2 separate regions of the Capsicum annuum genome follow, and region 2 is linked to region 1. A link is a contact called in public Hi-C data. All regions are on one chromosome and are shown on one strand. The core of a region is the stretch at or near the end of the contact, and the rest is flanking DNA. Distances in the headings are between cores, read along the strand shown. Region 1 holds the start of LOC107870277 (serine/threonine protein phosphatase 2A regulatory subunit B''beta). Region 2 holds the start of LOC107870279 (pentatricopeptide repeat-containing protein At3g04760, chloroplastic).

Region 1 (3,812 bases), core at 436-2,935:
AACATGTAACCTCCTAGTCACACTGCAGCAACTTTACCATTTACACCAAGGCTCCTCTACCAGAGTTTTACACCAAGATTAATTTTTTTCCTTATACGTAACACCACCAAACGACCGATAACTTATGAAACAGTAAGTACTCCCGCACAGTACGGGACATTTTGAAATAAATTCACCTGCCCACAAACGAATCCAAATTGAAATTTCAACAGATAAATCCCAAACTTAAATAGTTATGCCAAGGCAACGGGTCTATCATATGCAGTCATACCCTGCATTTCAGCAAGAAGTTGTTCTCACAGCTCGAAACATAAGCTCCTGATTACATGGAAGCAACTTAACTAGTTATGCCAAGGCTAACTTATCAGAGTCTTACACCAAGATTAGTTTTTTCCTTATACATCACGCAACCAAACGACTGATAACGTATGAAACAGTAAGTACTCCCACATAGTACAGGTTAACACACCTCGAAATAAATCTACCTAGCCACAACCGAATCCAAATTAAAATTTCGTCAGCTAAATCCCACTACAGCAACGAAGAAAATGCGAACTCAATAATTAGTTTTAAGGGTATTTTTAGACATTTCATGCACTCCTCTCCTAGTATTTCAAACACCTCATTCTTACATCAATATTGTTTTTTTTTTCCTTATACACCACACCACCAAAGGAGCAGTTATGAAACACTAAGTACTGGAAGCCAAGCATTATATTAGTAGTGCAGGGTTTTACACCAAAAAAGGGGCAGCACGTTGCACTAAGCTCCCGTTATGGGTATGCACCCTCACCCTGCATTTCTGCAGGAGGCTACTCCACGATTTGAACCCGTAACCTCCTCCCGGTCACATGGCACCAACTTTAATAGTTACGTCAAGGCTCCCTACCAGAGTTTTACACCAAGATCAAATTTTTTTCCTTATATAACACACCACCAAACGAGCCGTAACCAATAAAACAGTATCTACCTCGCCAGAAGCAAATCCAAAAATTCAATTTTATACAGCTAAATCCTACTACCGCAACAAAAAAACATCAAATTAACGCGAAATTAGAAATAAAAAATTACCAAAGCCGCAGTATCAGGAAGCGAAAGCCATTGATCAAATAGCTTCTCAGCAACATACGGATTACTTTTAATAGCCAACGGTGACACCTCAGGTAACTGCAATAACTCAGCATCCAAACTCGTTACATCACCATTAAAATCCACATCCATTTCTCTATACAACACCTAAACAAACCACCACAGTTTCCCTAAAATCGAAATCAAATCGAATCGAAACCGAATCTTCGAGATCTTCAAACACATAAACGAACCACAATTGCTCTTCTCATCGCACGCAATTTCCCCAATTTTGATGAAATTAGGGTTCCGACAACAATGCGAAATGGATCTTTGCGTGAAAGGGAAACCCTAATTTGGATTGAAAAATTCAATTTGGGGGAATTTACAGAGGGGAAAAAGGAAACCCTTGAAGCTAAGTATTTTTTTTTTATGCGGAGGGAAAAAAGGGAGATGGAGAAGAAGAGAAAGTGTATAAAAATGTGAATGTGTAAGAGATATTATATGATATGGTAAACTATACAAAAAGGAAGAGAAAAAAGGTTGAATATTTAAGGGTGTTTTGGGACGGAAAATGTTTTCTCGAAAAATAAACGATTTCGTAAAGAAATATTATGGCGAAAGTATTTAGATATAGTTTGGGTAAATACTACTTTGACAACGGACTCGACATCCCAACAGGAGAATCGCATTTGTACCAAGACTCGAGGCCAGATTCCTAATTCGAAATACGACTCTCGGTCCTGACCTAATATTCAACCTCGACCGGAGACTCGACTTGCAATATCGACTCCCAACCTCGAATTGGGACTCGTCTCTTAATCCAACCCTGACTTCTGATTCGAGTCAAACCTGATGTAGACTCCAGACTTAATTTTTTATCTCGACTCTCGCCTCGACATTGGTCCATACTCGACTCTGATCCTAGTTCGATCAAAAGTGGGGCAGTCAAATTGGGGTCAGTCTCGGGAGTCGAGGTCATGCGTGGGAACCCGAGACTTGGGTCGCGTTGAGAATTAGGACCCCAGACTCGAGTTAGGAGAATTGGGTGGTGATATTTAAACATAGTTTTGAAAAATGTTTTCTTTGCTTCAGGAAGGAAAGTTAACAACAACAAATACATATCCCGTATATTTTCACCAAGTGGCGTCTGGTTAGGGTAAGTGTACACAGTCCATACCACCACCTCAAATGTGAGATAGAGAAGTTGTTTCCGACAAGAAGGAAAATTATTTTTCTTAAATTTGAGAAAAATAAGTCTAGTTGGAAAACAATTACGCCAATCAAACATGAGAAAATAGGAAAATATTATTCGACAAATGTTTAAGTCAATCAAACATGGAAAAAATGGAAAACGTTTAAGTCAATTAAACATGAAAAAATTGAAAAAATTAAGATAGTCAAACATGAGAAAATTGAAAAACATTATTCAAAAAATGTTTTCTTCATACCAAACACACCCTAAAGGTGACTTCTAAAATCCAATTGTCTACCGATCACTTGATTATTTGGGTGCGAAAGAAAATAACATACCCAGTACAATCTCATTACATGTTGTCTACAGAGGGTGTTGTGTATGTAGACCTTATTCTTACCTTGTGGAGGTAGAGAGGTTGTTTCTGAAAGATCCAAGGCTCAAGTAACCATAACAAAGTAATGCGAAAAATAACATATTGACGCAAAATAAGAAATAACAAATGACAATAAGATCATTATATGGCATTCAAAAAAAGGCACAGTTTAACATTAAAATAATATGATAACTGAAGTAAAAAACACGTATTAACAAAAAATCAAAGGGCAAGAAACTACGATATTAGTGCTAATGCCACTGGAACACATAAAATCCTGCCTTGTAACCTTCTAGTTTAATCCTCGAACTCCAAGACCCCCTTTCTAGGTCATGTCTGCGGTAAGCTAAAGGTATGTCATGTCTTTTCTAGTAATTTTTTTTCAATACTTCTTCGATCTACCTTTACCTCTCTTTAATTATGTTAGTGTCAACCTCTCAACCTCCTTACTAGGGCATCTATGTATTTCCTCTGCATGACTAAACTATTTCAGTCTCGCGTTCCTCATTTTTTCATCTATGAAAGTTACTCTCACATTGTCCCGAATATCTTCATTTCTAATCTCGTGTGTCCTAGAATTCCCATACATGTGCCGCATCTTCATTATCTCAATTTTCATCTTTTGAACGTGAAAATTCTTAACTAGAGAACATTCTGCTCCATATAACATAGTCAACCTAATCACCATTATGTATAACTTGCATTTAAGTTTTGGTGATACCTTCTTATCGCGCTTTGGAGGCAAGTCTCGATTCCATCCACCCTTGTCAATATGGTGTGTGACATCATCATCAATCTCACAATTTTCGTATATTAAACGCCCAAGATACTTGAAACTTCTTTTCTTAGGGATGACATGTGTGTTGTCTCACTTCAGCATCTAGCATAACATCATTAAGCTGGCACTTCAAGTGTTCAATCTTGATCCGCTTAATCTAAATCCTTTGGAATCCAAAGCTTGTCTCTACACCTCCAATCTGGCGTACACTTTGTTGCGAATCACGTTAATCAAAACTATGTCATCCACAAAGAACACACACCATGCAACCTTGGATATGACATTTCTATACACCCATCACCAACGTAAATAAGAATGGATTAAAGATTGATCCCTGGTGCAACTCCGACTATGAATTGCTACGAGTCTCATCTCACTCTCCCTGCATGAGTCTT
Region 2 (3,812 bases), core at 414-2,913, 130 kb after region 1:
AAGTTTAGTGATGTTTTGATGTATTATCTCTTTTTTTTTAAATGATCATGCCATGTCCTTTCCTCTTCTTTTATTAATTGGTGAGTGCAATTTAAATATTTCTGAATTATAAATTTATAAGTATGAATATATTAATATTTGAACAAAATTAAGCTTAAACCCATATTTTTAAAAATATAATGACTTCATATTTAAAATCTTAAAAATCAAACTCATCAAATTACATTTTGGGTTTTCGACTTTTTATACAAGATTGAACAAAATTACATTTTTGATTTTCGACTTTTATACAAGATTGAATATTTATTCTGAACATAATTACAGTTTTATGAAAGCGTATGATGCTATAGTAAAAACTAAGTGGTTGAGATGCATAGAGTACTAATTACTAAAATTAAAAAAAAAAATTCCCAGAATTTTACTATTATGAATATGTGGCTCACATTTTTTTGAAAAGAATTTAAATTTTGAACATTGTTAATGTACCGATTAAGTCTACCTATAATAATAACGATAATATCACATCCAGTAAGATCCTACAAATTGTATATGAAGAGGATTTGCTTAACACAAATCGTATCCACATAATTTGTATATGAAGAGGATTTGCTTAACACAAATCGTATCCCTATTTTATGTGAGGTAGAAAAATTATTTTTAATAGAACTTCAACTATTTTTAGTGTAATTTTTGACATTATGTATTAGTGTAATTTTCATACTCAAGCGTAGGAAATTCGTACGAACCCAATTGCACCTGCCCTCTTAACCATTATGGCTCATTTGGTTGGGAACAAGTTATTCTCAGGGCGGACTTATGTAGGATTTTGTGGTGCTCCGACACCCACTAAACTCGACCAAAAATAGGTATAATTACATAGAAAATATAGAAAAATAGATATAAAACATACAAAAGCACTCACTATAACAAAAAGTTAGTTGTATGCATTGACATTTAGATTGATCTTAGATGCTTCATTGGAAGGAGGTTTTTTTTTCTTAGTTTTAAAATTTTTTAAGTACCCACTATCCTTAAATCCTGGGTTCGCCACTGGTTATTCTACAATGAATTATTCCAGAATTACTTATCCCATCTTTAAGGTGTGTAATAAAAAAATAACACTACAATTTCGAGATAAGTTATTCCACGATTTTATCTCAACTAAATATGAAATAAACTTATCGTAAAATTAATTACTCCCTCTGTTCACTTTTACTTATCATTATTTCGCTTTTTGAGGTCAACTTGCGTGAACTTTGACTCAAATTTTAAGATATATTTTTTCATCATTTAAATATGAAAAGGATTGCAACATGTAACCTTTTCTTATAATTTTCGACCATCTGAATTTTAAATTTAAATGTTAAATTATACATTTTAAAATGTTGGTTAAAGTTTATACAGTTTGATCTCGAGAAGCAAAACAGTGACAAGTCAACTAACAACAACAACAACATACTCGGTGTATTCTCATACAGTAAAATCTAAAAAGAATAAAGCATACACTCATACCACTACTTCCAATGAAGTAAAAGTCAATGGAGAAAGTACATAATTAATTATCTCTTATCCCTCGTATAAAACTAGCCCTCACAAGACCTTTTAGTGAACTTCAAAAAAGTGCAAGCCATAAACTAGACCGACCCGGTTTATCCAATGGGTTAAACCATTTATGGCCTTATCTTAACTATGTTATCCTAAAAGAATCTATAACAAGATTCCTGCCATGTACAAAAAATATAACAAAAATACCATATTATTTTTTTCCATAGTTCATTTCATGGTTATGTTGAATTTTTCACTCTACAAACAAGAATAACAGGTAATTCTCTTTTTAATTAAAGTTCAACATGATTTTTGGAAGTCCATGAGGATTCCTATAGTCGACTCCAACTTGTATTACATTGAGGCATAGTTGTTGTTGTACCAAGTGGTCACCACAACTTGTTTGGGATCGAGGCATAGTTATAATATTGAGGGGTTGGGAGGTCTTGTATAGCCGACTCCAACTTATGTGAGATTGATACGTAGTTGTAGTTGTATCAAGGGGTCGTGAAGTCTTGTATAGCTGTCCACAACTTGTTTGGGATCGAGGCATAGTTATTGTATTGAGATTGATACATAGTTATAGTTGTATCAAGGGGCTGTGAAGTCTTGTATAACAGACCATAACTTGTTTGGGATCGAGACATAGTTATTATATTGAGGGGTCGGGAGGTCTTGTATAGATAGCCGACTCCAACTTGTCTGAGATTGAGAATGTACTTCTAGTTGTGTCAAGGGGTTAGAAAGTCTTGTATAGCCGAACATAACTTGTTTGGGATCGGGACATAGTTAATATTGTATTGAGGGGTTGGTAACTTTCACTGATATCGCTAGACTACTAATACTACTAACCAAAATGACTAGTATTATTCCAGGTGAAATCTTTGCTCAATGCCCCCTTTTCTCAAAGCCAACATCTCAATCTCAAAAGCACAATGTTGTTGTAAGATATAGTAGCAATGAGTACAATAATAAAGTAAAGACTGGAAATCATCAAAAGGTCAAAGTTTCTAGTGAAAATAGACCTACTACACATGTACATTCCAATGATATCAAAGTGCTAAATTGGTCATGTAAAGTAGGCAAATATGATGAAACTTTGTATCTTCTTGAATGTAAGGTGAAGAGTGGTTATAAACCTGATGTGATTCTATGTACAAAGCTCATTAAGGGGTTCTGCAACTCGAAAAATTCGGTGAAAGGAGAGAAAGTTATGCAGATATTGGAACAGTATGGTGAACCAGATGTGTTTGCATATAATGCACTCATTAGTGGATTCTGCAAAATGAATAAAATTGAAGAAGCAAATAAGGTGTTGAACCGGATGAAAGCGCGTGGCTTTCCTCCAGATTCTGTTACGTATAATATCTTGATAGGTAGTCTTTGTGATAGAGGGAAACTAGGATCAGCATTGAAGTTGTTGGATCAGTTGAAAGAAGAGAGCAACTGTAAGCCTACTGTTATTACATATACAATCTTGATAGAGGCAACGATTCTTGAAGGCGGAATTCATGAAGCAATGAAGCTTCTCGATGAGATGTTATCGAGAGAGTTGCAACCTGATATGTACACTTATAATGCAATTATCCGGGGAATGTGTAGAGAGAAGATGATGGATCAAGCCTACGAGTTCGTTAGGAGCTTGCCATCTAAGGGATGCAAACCTGATGTGATTTCGTATAACATTTTGTTAAGGGCATTGCTGAATAAAGGGAAATGGAGTGATGGTAAGAAGCTAATGAATGAGATGTTTTCTGCAGGATGTCAACCAAATGTGGTTACTTACAGTATCTTGATGAGTGGTTTATGCAGAGATGGGAAGTTGGACGAGGCGATTAACTTGTTAAAGATCATGATGAATAGTGGATTAACCCCTGATACATTCACTTATGATCCATTGATATCTGCATTCTGCAAAGGAGGGAGGTTAGATTTGGCTATTAAGTTCTTGGATTACATGATCTCGAACGGGTGCTTGCCTGATATAGTGAACTATAACACTATACTTTCTACAATGTGTAAGAAAGGGAAAGCAGATGAAGCAATGGAAGTGTTTGATAAGCTCGCGGAAATAGGATGTCCTCCTGATGTGAGCACTTATAACACACTGATGAGCGCATTATGGCATAATGGAGGGAGAGCTCGGGCGTTGAAATTGGTATCAGAGATGATAGAAAAAGGGATTGATCCTGATGAGATAACTTTTAATTCATTGATTTCATGTTTATGTAGAGATGGTATGGTGGATGAGGCACTTGACTTGTTAG

What was found. A called contact is a pair of places that touch in the nucleus more often than the background predicts.
Region 2: a contact with region 1 is called in a Hi-C map of leaf, with 1.9 times the contacts expected there. The contact joins the promoter of LOC107870279 here to the promoter of LOC107870277 in region 1. A contact is called at or near these places in 3 of 5 Hi-C or Micro-C datasets (leaf and placenta).

Annotation. Positions count from the first base shown.
Region 1 is chr5:7,799,043-7,802,854 of UCD10Xv1.1, forward strand. LOC107870277 (serine/threonine protein phosphatase 2A regulatory subunit B''beta) reads right to left here and starts at 1,686. Exons shown (of 13, transcript XM_016716747.2): 1 at 1,072-1,686. The coding sequence starts at 1,221.
Region 2 is chr5:7,928,202-7,932,013 of UCD10Xv1.1, forward strand. LOC107870279 (pentatricopeptide repeat-containing protein At3g04760, chloroplastic) reads left to right here and starts at 1,664. Exons shown (of 1, transcript XM_016716748.2): 1 at 1,664-3,812. The coding sequence starts at 2,402.